Linked DNA regions of Mus musculus: region 1 is linked to region 2. The links are chromatin contacts, called in public Hi-C maps. All regions are on one chromosome and are shown on one strand. Each heading gives the region's core, a stretch centred on a gene start, on an enhancer-like site or on the middle of the called end of the contact. The rest is flanking DNA. Distances are from core to core; before and after follow the strand shown. Region 1 has its middle 17 kb from the start of Cxcr4. Region 2 overlaps Dars (aspartyl-tRNA synthetase).

What was found. Hi-C and Micro-C count contacts between places; a contact is called where the count stands out from the background.
Region 1: a Hi-C map of erythroblasts shows a contact between it and region 2, with 2.4 times the contacts expected there. The contact joins two enhancer-like sites. A contact is called at or near these places in 1 of 15 datasets of contacts at CTCF or cohesin (large pre-B cells), 47 of 484 Hi-C or Micro-C datasets (B cells, the C2C12 cell line, CD4 T cells and 38 more), 15 of 115 datasets of contacts at active chromatin or transcription factors (the HPC-7 cell line, bone marrow-derived dendritic cells, bone marrow-derived macrophages and 12 more) and 2 of 9 other capture datasets (adipose tissue and pancreatic islet).

What each region holds. Positions count from the first base shown.
Region 1 is chr1:128,572,111-128,578,113 of GRCm38.p6, reverse strand. No RefSeq gene overlaps it. Among named protein-coding and RNA genes, the nearest start is that of Cxcr4, 17 kb to the left of the region's middle. Within about 2 kb of position 2,998, at least 7 of the 459 cell types and tissues checked have an H3K27ac peak or open chromatin away from gene starts, as enhancers often do. A contact at or near this core is called in erythroblasts, where this site is marked.
Region 2 is chr1:128,384,675-128,390,892 of GRCm38.p6, reverse strand. Dars (aspartyl-tRNA synthetase) reads left to right here. Exons shown (of 16, transcript NM_177445.5): 6 at 1,694-1,774; 7 at 3,717-3,776. Among named protein-coding and RNA genes, the nearest start is that of Mcm6, 28 kb to the right of the region's middle. Within about 2 kb of position 4,217, at least 33 of the 459 cell types and tissues checked have an H3K27ac peak or open chromatin away from gene starts, as enhancers often do. A contact at or near this core is called in erythroblasts, where this site is marked.

The sequences.
Region 1 (6,003 bases), core at 1,749-4,248, 190 kb before region 2:
AAAGGTGCTGAAGAGATAGATGCTCAGTCAGTAAAGTGCTTGCAAGGGTGAGGGCCTGAATTCTGATTTCCAGCACCCAAGTAAAAGCCAGACCTGGCAGTATGTGTCTATAACCCCAGTACTAGGAAGGCAAAGATCACAGTGGCCCTAAAGGTTATTGGCCAGCTAAGCCAGATAGCCTAGTCAAATGAGCAAGCGCTGGGTTCAGTGAGAGAACCTGTCTCAAAAAATAAGGTAGAGATAAATTAAGGAAGACACTTGACACCAACCTCTGACTTTCACACAAGCAAACATAGACCTACACACACACACACACAGAGAGAGAAAGAGAGAGAGAGAGAGAGAGAGAGAGAGAGAGAGAGAGAGAGAGAGAGAGAGAGAGAGAGAGAGGGAGGGAGGGAGGGAGAGGGAGAGGGAGAGGGAGAGGGAGAGGGAGAGGGAATAAGAAAAGACACAGAGAGAAAGTTCACAAAAGAGGAAACAATCTTGATAAACAAAAACAGGAAGAAATGTTCAGCCTTGCTAGCAACCAAATTAATAAAAGTCAGAACCACAACCCTGCTGCTCCTCACATGTCAAACTTGCAAACATTTCCAAAGAAGCGCTGGCCACCATGCCAGGGTACACATCAGTCTCCCACGCCAGTGAGTACACTGGTCAGACTGACACTGGTCTGTCCCAGCAAAGCCAGAGGCACCTGCCCTGAAGGTCTCCATGCTTGTCCCTCTGACCCCAAGAGGCCATGGGTAGACATCTGGAAAGAAATTTCAAATCTAATGGTGGGATCAGGATTAAGAGGGGATGGAGAGATGGCTCTGTAGTTAAGTTAGAGCTCTTGCTGCTCTATCAGAGGACCCACGTTCAGTTACAGCACCCATGGTAGGCTACTCACAACTGCCCTTAACTGGCTGCAGGGAATCTGAGGTCCACAGATGGAGGTCAGGAAGTCTTATGACCTCTACAAGCAACTGTATTCAGGAACATGCATTCATTATATAGACACAGACAAATTGCATACACCTAAATAAGAATAAAAGCACATTAATAAAAGTAGAATTAAGAAAAGTGTAGTGAGTACACACAATGAGATATTAGCTAGCTTCTTTGTTTTCTTTATTACATTTATTTATTTTGTGTGTGTCTGTGTGTCTGTGTTGTGTGGGTGTGCACATGCCACTGTGTGAATTCTAGGACAGGGAACCACTTGCAGGAGTCAGTTCTCTCCTTCTCGTGTGTAGCCAACTTCTTGAGTGGTGTTTGTAAAGACCATTAGAAAGTGTTTAGGATTGTGAAATGAAAGGTGTAGATTACAAGATAGCACATGACAGCTAATTATAGATATTTTCGAGCTGGTGTTGTGGTACACACATTTAATCTCAGCACTCAGGAGGCAGAGGCAGGTGTATATCTGAGTTTGAGGCCAGCCTGATCTATCAATCAAATTCTAGAACAACCAGGGCTCTGTTACTCAAAGAAACCTTGTCTTGAAGAATCAAAAAAAAAAATTTTTTTAAGTCAGAACCTTTTATTTCTTTTTGTAACCCATTCCAACCTTGAATTACTCACTAACTAGCTGACTGTCAACTAGCTAGTTTATGTCAACTTAACCCCAGCAAGAGTCTTCTAAGAGGAGGAGGGAATCTCAATGAAAAAAAATGGCTCTGTAAGATTAGGCTATGCAGAAGTCTGCACAGCCTTTTCTTAATTAGTGGGTGATGATTGAGGGACTAGTCTACTGTGGGTGGTGTCACCCCTGGGTTGGTGGTCCTATGGTCTATAAGAAAGCAAGCTGAGCAAGCCATGAGGAACAAGACAGTGAACAGTGCCCCGCCATGGCTTCTGCACCAGCTCCTGTCTCCAGGTTCCATCTCTACCCTGACTGCCTTCTGAGGAGGAACTGTGATATGGAAGTATAAAGCGAAATAGATCCTTCCTCCTCAGGTTGCTTTTGGTCATGGTGTTTTGTCACAGCAACAGAAACCCTAACTGTGACACTGAGGGTGACCTTGAACGTCTGACCACCCTGCCTCTGTGTCCCAAGTGTTGGGATTACAGGTAGACACCACCACCTCTGGTTTATGAGTTTTAGGGATCAAAGCCAGGGCTTCATGCATACAACCAACTGAGAAACAGCTCCCATCCCACTGTGTATTTTCTTTAAATGAAGATTAAATGTAATTCCAGTGATTGTTTGAGTTACAGATTTGGGGTTTGTTTTTTTTTTTTTTAATCTACATTTCCAAACGTGTAGTGTGTGATCGGTGTGCATTAGTGCGTGTGTCTGTCTGTGCATGTGTAAGGAGGCCAGAGGTTAACGTTGAAAGTCTTCCTCTGTCACTGTCCACCTTGTCTTTTAGAAACAAAGTCTTTCACTGAATCCAGCGCCCATCCATCGACTAGACCGGCTGGCCCCGAAAGCTCCAGAAATCCTCCTATTTCCACCTCCCGGGTGCTGGGATTGTACAGGTTATCAGGGGTCCAAGGTCAGGAGCTGAAGTTTGTACAGGAAGTACTTTAGGGACTGTGCCGTCCCCTCAGCCCCTTTGTTTTTAAATAAGGTTAGGGCCCAAGAAGATACTGGCTAAATGATTGTCAGGCTGAAGGAGACCTTTGTAGGATATTTAAAGAAAAAAAAAATCAGACACACAGATCACCCTCAAGATATTCAGAATCTAGTGACAGAAATAACACCATTACATTCCCAAGTCTTAGGCAAAAAAACAAGAGGATTCCAAAACTTCAAGAAACTCAAACTTGGCTCTGTGACAGTAGCTACAGACTGGGCTGTGCTCCTAACAGTGACCTGTTTCAAACTGATAACCCGTCATGGCACCAGGCATAAGGATAGCCCAGTGACACTTTCATAGAGGTGACGCTAATCTGAGGTCTCTTCAAAGCCTTCTACACAGAGGTCTTCACTTCCCAAATCCATCGGGAAGTAAACATGCTATAGAAACCCTAAAGGAAATCTCTGAAAGGGCTAGGCGTTCACAGAGAACAGCCATTGTCCAGGGCCTGAAGCCAGGACCGTGCACAAGTGCAGCCCTAAATATTCCAAGCTTGTACTGTAATGGAAAGGAAACGTGATGCTGGGGAAGAACTTCCTTCATCCTAACATGTTCTCCCAACCACAGCAGCACGCAACAATGGCAGTTTGGTAAGTCACACAATGCAGGCTCTAGGGTAGGAAGCCCCAGCCAGGAAAGAGCAATGTTCACCCTTATACAGAAGATATCGCAACCTTGAGATCACAGAAAAAAGCCAAGAATGAGAAGGGAAACATGAGCATTTTCCTCCTAGGTCAAAACAAATGAATATATTGGCAAATAATCAATTTACTAATTTTAATTATCATTCTGGGAAACAGATGATCTGACTGTAAATACAAAGTCCTCTTGACAAAAGGGAGTGGGGGGAGCACATGGGCTGTAAAGATGGCTCGGACAGTAACGTGCTTGCAGTGCAAGTGTGATGACCAGAGTTTGAGCTCCAGAACCTGCATTAAAAAGCTGGATATATGGGGAGGCCTCCCCTTTTCTGAGGAGAAGGGGAGATGGGGAGAGGAAGCTGCCATCGGGATTAAAGTAAATAAGTAACTTAATAATAGACAGACAGACAGACAGACAGACGACAGACAGATAAAGTTGAGTGTATTAGAGTGCATTTGTAAACCCAGAACTGAGGAGCTGGAGGTAGGAGGATACCTGGGACTTGCTGGTAAGTTTCAACCTAGCAAGAGACCTGGTCTGTAAAACAAGGTGGATTGTGACAAGGCCTGACAGGAAGGTTATCCTCCGGCTCCACACGCATACCCACGCACACCAACACATGTTTTTAGTGGGGAGGATGTTGTGTGGTATGATTTAGATCTGAAAGCCACAGGACACTGACATCTACCCTGCTGTCTTTGATAGATGGTCTCTCATATCCTGAAACTCATTCCCTTCTTATGATGGATGACTTTATTAGTTGAGCAATGCCAAACCAGGAATTACTAAGAGCTTTAGGCCTAATCCTTCTTGTCTGTTTTTTTTTTTTAAGGTATACTCACTTAACTTTCTGGCTATAAACTAGACAGTTTTTTCTCTCTCTCTCTTTCTTTCTTTCTTTCCTTCCTTCCTTCTTTCTTTCTTTCTTTCTTATTTAGTATAGTTTTATTTTTTCATATTGTATTTTAGCTCTATTTCCATTAGTATCTAACAGCATAAAATACACCAAAGAGTTCTGATTTGAGTTTTTAGTTTATTTTTTCTTTCCAGGATGTGTGTGTGTATGCGTGTGTTCATGTGTGCATGCGTGCATGTGTATGTGTGCTTATTTTTTCATGTTCTTTCAGCTTACTATCCTTAAAGTAAAGATCAGAGAGCCCAGGGTGAGCCTTAGTGCATCTGTTGCATGCTGTTCAGATATCCAGTCAAGAGAGAACTCCCATAAGTTCATTTGTGTGGAAGATCTTAAGATACTCTTTCCAGAAGAACGAATATGAAGAGGGCACACAAGTCCATCTAGAACAGCACCCATATAATGCCATTAAAGGCTGGAGAGATGGCTCAGTGGTTAAAGCACTTGCCACTCAGGCATGAAGATCAGAGTTCAGAGCCCCAGATCCCACCTAAGTGCTGGTGGGCGTGGCAGCCCACCTGTAATTCCAGCCCCAGAAGACAAGGGACAGGGGCATTGCAAGAGTAAGCTGGGACACACACACACATACATACACTCACACACTCACGTATGCACCCACCCACACACATGCACACACTGGGGAGGGCCGGACAGTGATTCAAAGAACACACACACTCACACACTGTGTGGACTCTGGGATTTGAGAACCTGGGGAAGGAAACCTGGGCAGCACAGGAAACTTTCACAAAGGAGAGGGTCGCACCTTATGAAACCCAGTGAGGAAATGCACTTCAAGTGTGCCTGTTCCTACCCTCTACAGGTCCTCTGGACAGAGACTGTGTGGCCAGGTCCCTGTAGCAGGGACATGGGATGAGGTCAAAGGAGCCAGGCGATCTGAATGTAGGTTCTTCCTGCGTGGTCCGTTCAGCTAGGGTGGACCACAGGTGAAGTCGGAGAATCCCGTGTGGGATTTCCAGGGTTCACATAAAACGTTTAAGATGGTCTGATGGATGGGAGAGAGACGGTGTTTGGATCTGTGTGGGTGGAAGATGGCGTCTGGATCTGTTTTTATCTACTGGGTCTGAATGACAGGTAGAAAGCAAGCTCCGGCAAGTTAATCTTGAGATTTATGTGCCTGTTTTGTAGCCCATGTGACATTTGAACTTTTACCTTTTAATTTTTGAGATTGGCTCTCATGTGTTCAAGCTGTGGATAACCTTTCTCTCTGCTGGTCCTGCCTCTCTCTCCCTACTGAGCGGTGGGATTAGCAATTTGACGTTACTTATTAACCTTTTCATTTGGTAACAATGAAGAGTCTCCTATGCTTCAGGGTCTCCCCCAGAGTGCCTATTTTGAAGCAGGGATGGTGGAAGATCTGTTGAGGGGATGAGGGTGTGTCTCGGGTTGATAGTGTTTGCCTAGCACACAACAAGCCCTGAGCTCCATCTCCAATACCAAACACTCCATCTCTCCAACACCTGGGAGCTGGGGGCTAGAGGATCCGAAGTTTAAAGTCATCCTTGGCTACCTACGGAGTTCCAGGCCAGAGGCAGCCATATGAAAACTATCGTAAATTTGGGTACTTGAATGTTTCGTCCTCATGTATGCCTGTGTACGTGTGTACCTGATAACCTGGAACTGGAGTTACAGACAGTTGTGAGCTACCATGTGGGTGCTGGGAATCAAACCTGGGTCTTCTGGAAAAGCAACCAGTGCTTATATCCACTTAGCCCTGGAAATCCCACACGGGATTCTCCGACTTCACCTGTGGTCCACCCTAGCTGAACGAACCACACAGGAAGAACCTACATTCAGATCGCCTGGCTCCTTTGACCTCATCCCATGTCCCTGCTACAGGGACTGGGCCACACAGGTCTCTGT
Region 2 (6,218 bases), core at 2,968-5,467:
GACAAGGGATAGTTTCTTCCCTCCCTCAGAAAGAATGTATCCACAGAGACCCCTTCCCACAGAAGGGAGGAGTACTTAGGAGCTTGCATAGGAATGACTGGTTGGCTCACTTGGAGAGTTCAGGACACCTAGACCCACCGATTTGGGAATAAAGTTAAATTTAATAGGAGTTAATTGTCATGGAACTCTGAGATAAAGAAAATCTTGTATTTTTGCTTAGCTGACCTGACCCGACACATTACTATGTTCTTGGTTGAGTCTACTAAAGAAATCCATTTATATTGACAAAAAGGATACATTACCACTGTCCTCCAACTGACAGGTTTTCAGCACTCTACTAAGGAAAACTTAGTGACTTTTAAAAAAATGTATTTTTAATATTTTTATTAGGAAGGATCTACCTCAATGGCAGAGCACATATCTTACATTAGAAGTATCAATAATAAATTTTTAAGTCTTAGAAACTTAAAAGTTTCATCATCATAGTAATATATTTTATATATTAATAATAAAGTATTTTACAACAAATTTAAATTGTGCTGTCTCTCACTCTTATGTATTCAACAGTTACTGCTTGTATTTATTTTGTGCCAAGTACTATGTGAACTCAGACCCAGTGAAGGAGAGGGTGGATTTCCACTGGTTATGAAAGTCATAGCACTTGGGTTCCTCAGCTTGAGATTTGAAGGTCAAGATTGTGTTAACCAAAGGAAGCCTAAAACATGGGTATAGGGAACCATGATGGATAATTCTACTTTAGAGTAAAGCCTTCTGACACTTTCTCTGAATGCCACGTGTAACCTACAAATTGAGAGAATATAGCTTCCTTTCTTGAGTTAACTAAATAAAGGCAATTCCCTTTTGTGATTCACCGGGTGTAAGTGATAAAGTAATATGTTTTTAAGGGTGCTCAGAAAATCCTTCTTGACTCATAAACTCACTTATTTTTATCACTAAAATGTGAAATTAGTGTGTGAGTATTAAGGGACTTGGACAGCGTAAAAGAACATCCTCTCTGAGGCAGTTCTTGACCAGAAGAGCAGGAAGTGAGATGTGATATTTGATGAGAGGAGACAGTTAAAGGAGACTAAGAGTAAAGAAAGGAAGGTGAGTGTAACCTAGCTGCTCATAGTAGTGGGGAAAGGCTGAGTACTGCTAACAGTAATAGCAACCCCTATGTTAATGCTTTGATTCTTGTGGCAGATTCCATTTTAATTGGAGCTTTGGAATTGATTTCCTTAATCACAGCTTTCGTTTATTATATTGGTGTATACCTAGGGTTTGTAAAATATTTGTTGACTTCAAACAATCCATAAAGCCAACAATATTATCCCTGTTACATAGATTAAAAATGGATATTATCCAGGCTGGAGAAATGACTTAGAGACAATTGATTAATGACTGATGTGGGAGGTTCCTAATTCAATCCCAAGCACCCACATGGCACCTCACAACTGTTTGTAACTCACGTTCCGGGGAACCGGACTCCCTCATTCAGACATGCATGCAGGTGAAACACCAATGCACATAAAAGAAAAGTAAATAATTTACTTTTAAATGGATATTACCTTATTTTATTTCACCAAGTAGTTTCAATTAAAGATGTATGAAAATATTCATGTAGATTGTCTTTAAACAGAAGATAGCAGGTTTTGTTGACTGCTTAGTATTTGTGGCAATTTCTCACTTTCAGATTTATGTGATCAGCTTGGCTGAACCTCGCCTGCCCTTGCAGCTGGATGATGCCATTCGGCCTGAAGTGGAAGGAGAAGAGGTAAAGTTTGTGTCACATTATCCGCTTGCTCTGGGAACTCTGTAACATTCATTGTAGCAAGTGGACCTGGAAAGTGATTTGAGTTTGTTCTTAAACTTTACTGGGGCTAGGGTGTGTAGCTCAGTGGGAGAGGATTAATCTAGTATTCAAGAGGCCCAGATTCAATTACATTGCTATTACACCAGCATATCTCTAGAATTTTTTTGGTGTCCTGATCTGTTTTGCAGCTAGGGATACAGCTCAGTGGTAGAGGTTTATCTATCAGGCAGGAGTCCCAGAATCCAAGGAGAAATGTCCTTTTTTTATTCTTAAAAATATAAAAGATAACCCCAAAAGTTTTTGTTTTATTGATGTGTTTGTCAGTAAAGTGTTGCATGCTTGGATATATTTTAGATAAAAAGTAAAAGTGACCAAAACATACTTTATATTTTCCAAAACAAAACAAAACTTTCTCATTACAAGTGTGACATCATGCTAAATATAGACAAAGTGTATAAATATCTGACTATATACATCTAGGTTCTCATATAGTCCTTGAATTCATAGTGTTGAAAAGTTACCAAGCTTTTACAAAGTTCTTAATACAACTCATGAGTGAGAACAAAAAGTATTGTAAGAACGAAAGAGATTTAGCCACATGTGTGCAGACCATGCCTTAATTCCAGGCAGAGGCCGGTGTATCTCTGAGTGTGAGACTAACCTAGTCTACAGAGCAAGTTCTAGAACAACTGGGGCTACACAGAGAAACACTGCCTCACCCCCAAAAAGTGGGTATCTTAGTTAGGGTTTCTATTCCTGCACAAACATCATGACCAAGAAGCAGTTGGGGAGGAAAGGGTTTATTCAGCTTACATTTCCACATTGCTGTTCATCACCAAAGGAAGTCAGGACTAGAACTCAAGCAGGTCAGAAAGCAGGAGCTGATGTAGAGGCCATGGAGGGATGTTCTTTACTGGCTTGCTTCCCCTGGCTTGCTCAGCCTGCTCTCTTATAGAACCCAAGACTACCAGCCCAGAGATGGTCTCACCCACAAGGGGCCCTTCCCCCTTGATCACTAATTGAGAAAATGCCTTACAGTTGGATCTCATGGAGGCATTTCCTCAACTGAAGCTCCTTTCTCTGTGATAACTCCAGCTGTGTCAAGTTGACACAAAAAGTCTGAGAGGGCCTTTGGTTGTGGTTCTGGTGCCCCACTAGGGAGCAGCTTTGGAGAAGGGAAAGAACGCAGTAGTGCTTATCTGTTCCTTCTCATTTTACCATCTCTCTCTGGTTTTGTGTGGGTAGCTGCAAGTGTGTGTATATGCATGTTCCCATATATGTGGGTACCTGTGTGCATATTGGATGCCAGAGATTGATAGTGGCTGTCTGTCTTCCTTAACCACTCTTCACCTTCAATATTGAGACAGGGTAGCTCACTTTGAACCTAGGCTCACTGATTAAGCTAGTTTAGCTAGCTCATGTATTACCACCAGGGATAATTGGGATTCAGAGTCAAGTATTCATCCTTTATATATGCTTTACCCACTGAGACATATTAGTCTAGGTCTCCCTCCCCTTCACTCCCTTTTCTCTTTTGTGGGTGTGTGGAGTGTGGCAGGGTGTATTCAGACAGAGTCTCACTAAGTTCTGGCTAGCCTCAGACTCACAGAGATCCACCTGCCTCTGCTTCCCAAGTGCTAGCATTAGAGGCATCCCATACCATCCCCAGCATCATTTCTGCCTTCACCAACTTCTCCCTGGCTTCCTTTTTATTCTGTTCATTATCTTGGCTTCTTGATTTCCTTGTACAATATTAGCATACACATCTCTCACTAAAAGGAAACATTGCTTCTTAGAATGGGGTGTATGTGTGTTTGTGTACTTCAAAATACTGGTAAAATCTGTTTTTTTTAATCCCCTCCCATCCTCTCTCTCTCTCTCTCTTTTTTTTTTTTTTTTTAAGGACGGAAGAGCTACGGTTAACCAGGATACAAGATTAGACAACAGAGTCATTGACCTTAGGGTATGCCTCCTTTGTTTGTTGATAACAATTAAGCTAACATTGAAGTGGGTGGAGATACCATAAAGCTAATTGCCACTTGCCTATGTGTAAGTATCATGATACTGTGTACCTCTGACTGACCCTTCCCACAGAAAGAGCTGCCAGCAACAGGAGCAGGTGAGTACTAGTTCCCAGGATGCTGACTTGCTTTGAAAACAGCGGATGATTATAAAAACCAATGTTTGGATGGCTTCCGGGTGATGTCTGTTTTATACTGTTTCGTCAGCAAGTGGAAATGCAACCGTTAAATCCATACAAGATGTGGAAGAAATGCTTACAATTTAGTGCAGTCAGGTAGGGACAGGTGTTATGAAGAAGCGAGTCACTGTCCCTAGCGGTTTACATTGCCGTTTCATGGGGCTTCTATTTCCTTTTGGTTTGGTTGCAAGTGAAAGAGTTCAGTGGTTTCATCATTGGTTTGTCATCTTTCTTTCCTAATGTCTGACCACATCTTCCTCCTTAAGTATCTATCTCATGCTCAGGTTCTTTGCTCCCCCAAGCTCTTTCTTACTTTGATTCTTCTGAAGTTGCGAGTGTCCCCTTGTAGTACACTTAGTATTTCTTCTGTTTGCTTTTTGTCTTTTTTTTTTTAATCTCCATTTTAATTAATGTTGAAAAGTAACCTCCTGATACTGCCTAGAAAGAAAGCTTAGGTTTTTTTCAGGCATTTTGGCTGTAAGAGTTAGATAGACTAGGTTTGCTCATACTGTTTGGTGAACATTGTTGAACTGGCTTATGCTACAGGTTAGCCCAGAAGAATTATGTTAGTGGTGTGGGTGTTTTAATTTAAATGCATTGTCACCATTGAATAATGGGAGTTTTGCTGAGTGCAGTGGCACAGGCCTGTGATCCCCGTTATTTGGGAGGCTGAGACAGAAAGGTCACTTGAACCCAGGGTTTGATCAGGCTTGGTTGTGTGTACCAGTAATCCCAACATTCAAGAGGCTGAGGCAGTAAAAATCAAAGTGTACTTAGATTACATAGGCAATTAGAGATTAGTCTTTACTACAGTAATGAGACCCTAGCTCAAAAAACAGAAGAAAAATGAGTTGGAGGCTATCTTGGGCAAAGTATTGTGGTCTGTGAGAGGAAAAGAAGTGTGGGAACGTTTTCATATTCACATCCAAATGGCTTATCTTGAAAAGTTGGAGATCCTAGCAGTCCTGGGCCCATGTTGGCTAAAATACTGAGTATTGCCTTTTTTGTTGTCCTATACCACCAGGAAGTATTGTGCCTTTATTTCAGTCATAGTGTTTGTCTGATCCTTATAAACACCTTTTTTTTTTTTCATGTGTTTGTGGGTTTTCATGTACATATGTGTATATTCCCCTATATGGAAGTACATATGTAAAGATGTATGTGTGTGAGTGCCTGTGCCCTTTTGTGCATATGTGTGTTGGGGCCTGAGGTGGTTACCAGAGTTCTTCTGGACCACTCTTCACTTTACATATTGAGGCAGGGTCTCTTACTGAATGCAGAGTTTGCTGTTGGAGGCTGGTCTCCCTAATCAGCTTTCTCCCATCTCTAGCTCCATAGAGCTGTGGTCATAAGCAGATCTCCACATCCATTTGCCTTTTTATGTACTAGTGAGCTAAACCCTTGTCCTCAACACTTATATGGGCCATCTTACATATTTTGTGGAAGGGAGATATGCCATGGAACACAGTGTGAAAGTCAGAGGACAGCTTGTAGGAGTTGGTTCTCTCCTTACAGGGTGTAGTTTCCAGGGATCAAATTCAGGTCATCAGGATTAGCAGCAAGCATCTCTTCTGGCTGAGCCATCTCACCAGACCCTTGTATGTATGTATGTATGTATGTATGTATGTATGTATGTATGTATGTATTTATTTATTTATTTATTTTTTGAGACAGGGCTTCATGCATTCCAAACTGATCTTGAACTTTCTGTATATTTCTGATCCTCTTGCTTTTACTTCTCAAGTTTTACATCCGGTTGTGCTGGGGATTGAATCTAAGCCCTCATAACATTCTGTGTAGGTACTCAGCTGACTTAGCTATATCCCAAGCCTAAATGTGATAAGATTTTTTAAAAATAGTTCCAACTTGTATGATAACCTGACAACCCCAGGGAGGTAGGACTGCACAAAGACCTCATACAACAGTCTAATCTCCTAAGAGTTCTTTGAAGTAGGTAACTGCTATATATTCCAGTGTTTATATGAAACTGGTAACATGAGCATAAACGTTTTATTGGGGGGGGGTGTCAATTAATTTAAAAAAACAAAAACAAATTGTAGACTGGAGAGATGATACAGTGGCTAAGAGCTCTGGCTGCTCTTCCAGAGAGGGCTGTTCAGTTCCCAGCATCCACATTGCAGGTCACAACTGTAATAGTCCTGTAACTTCAGTTTCAGGGGATCTGGTGTTCTCTTTGGGCTCCCA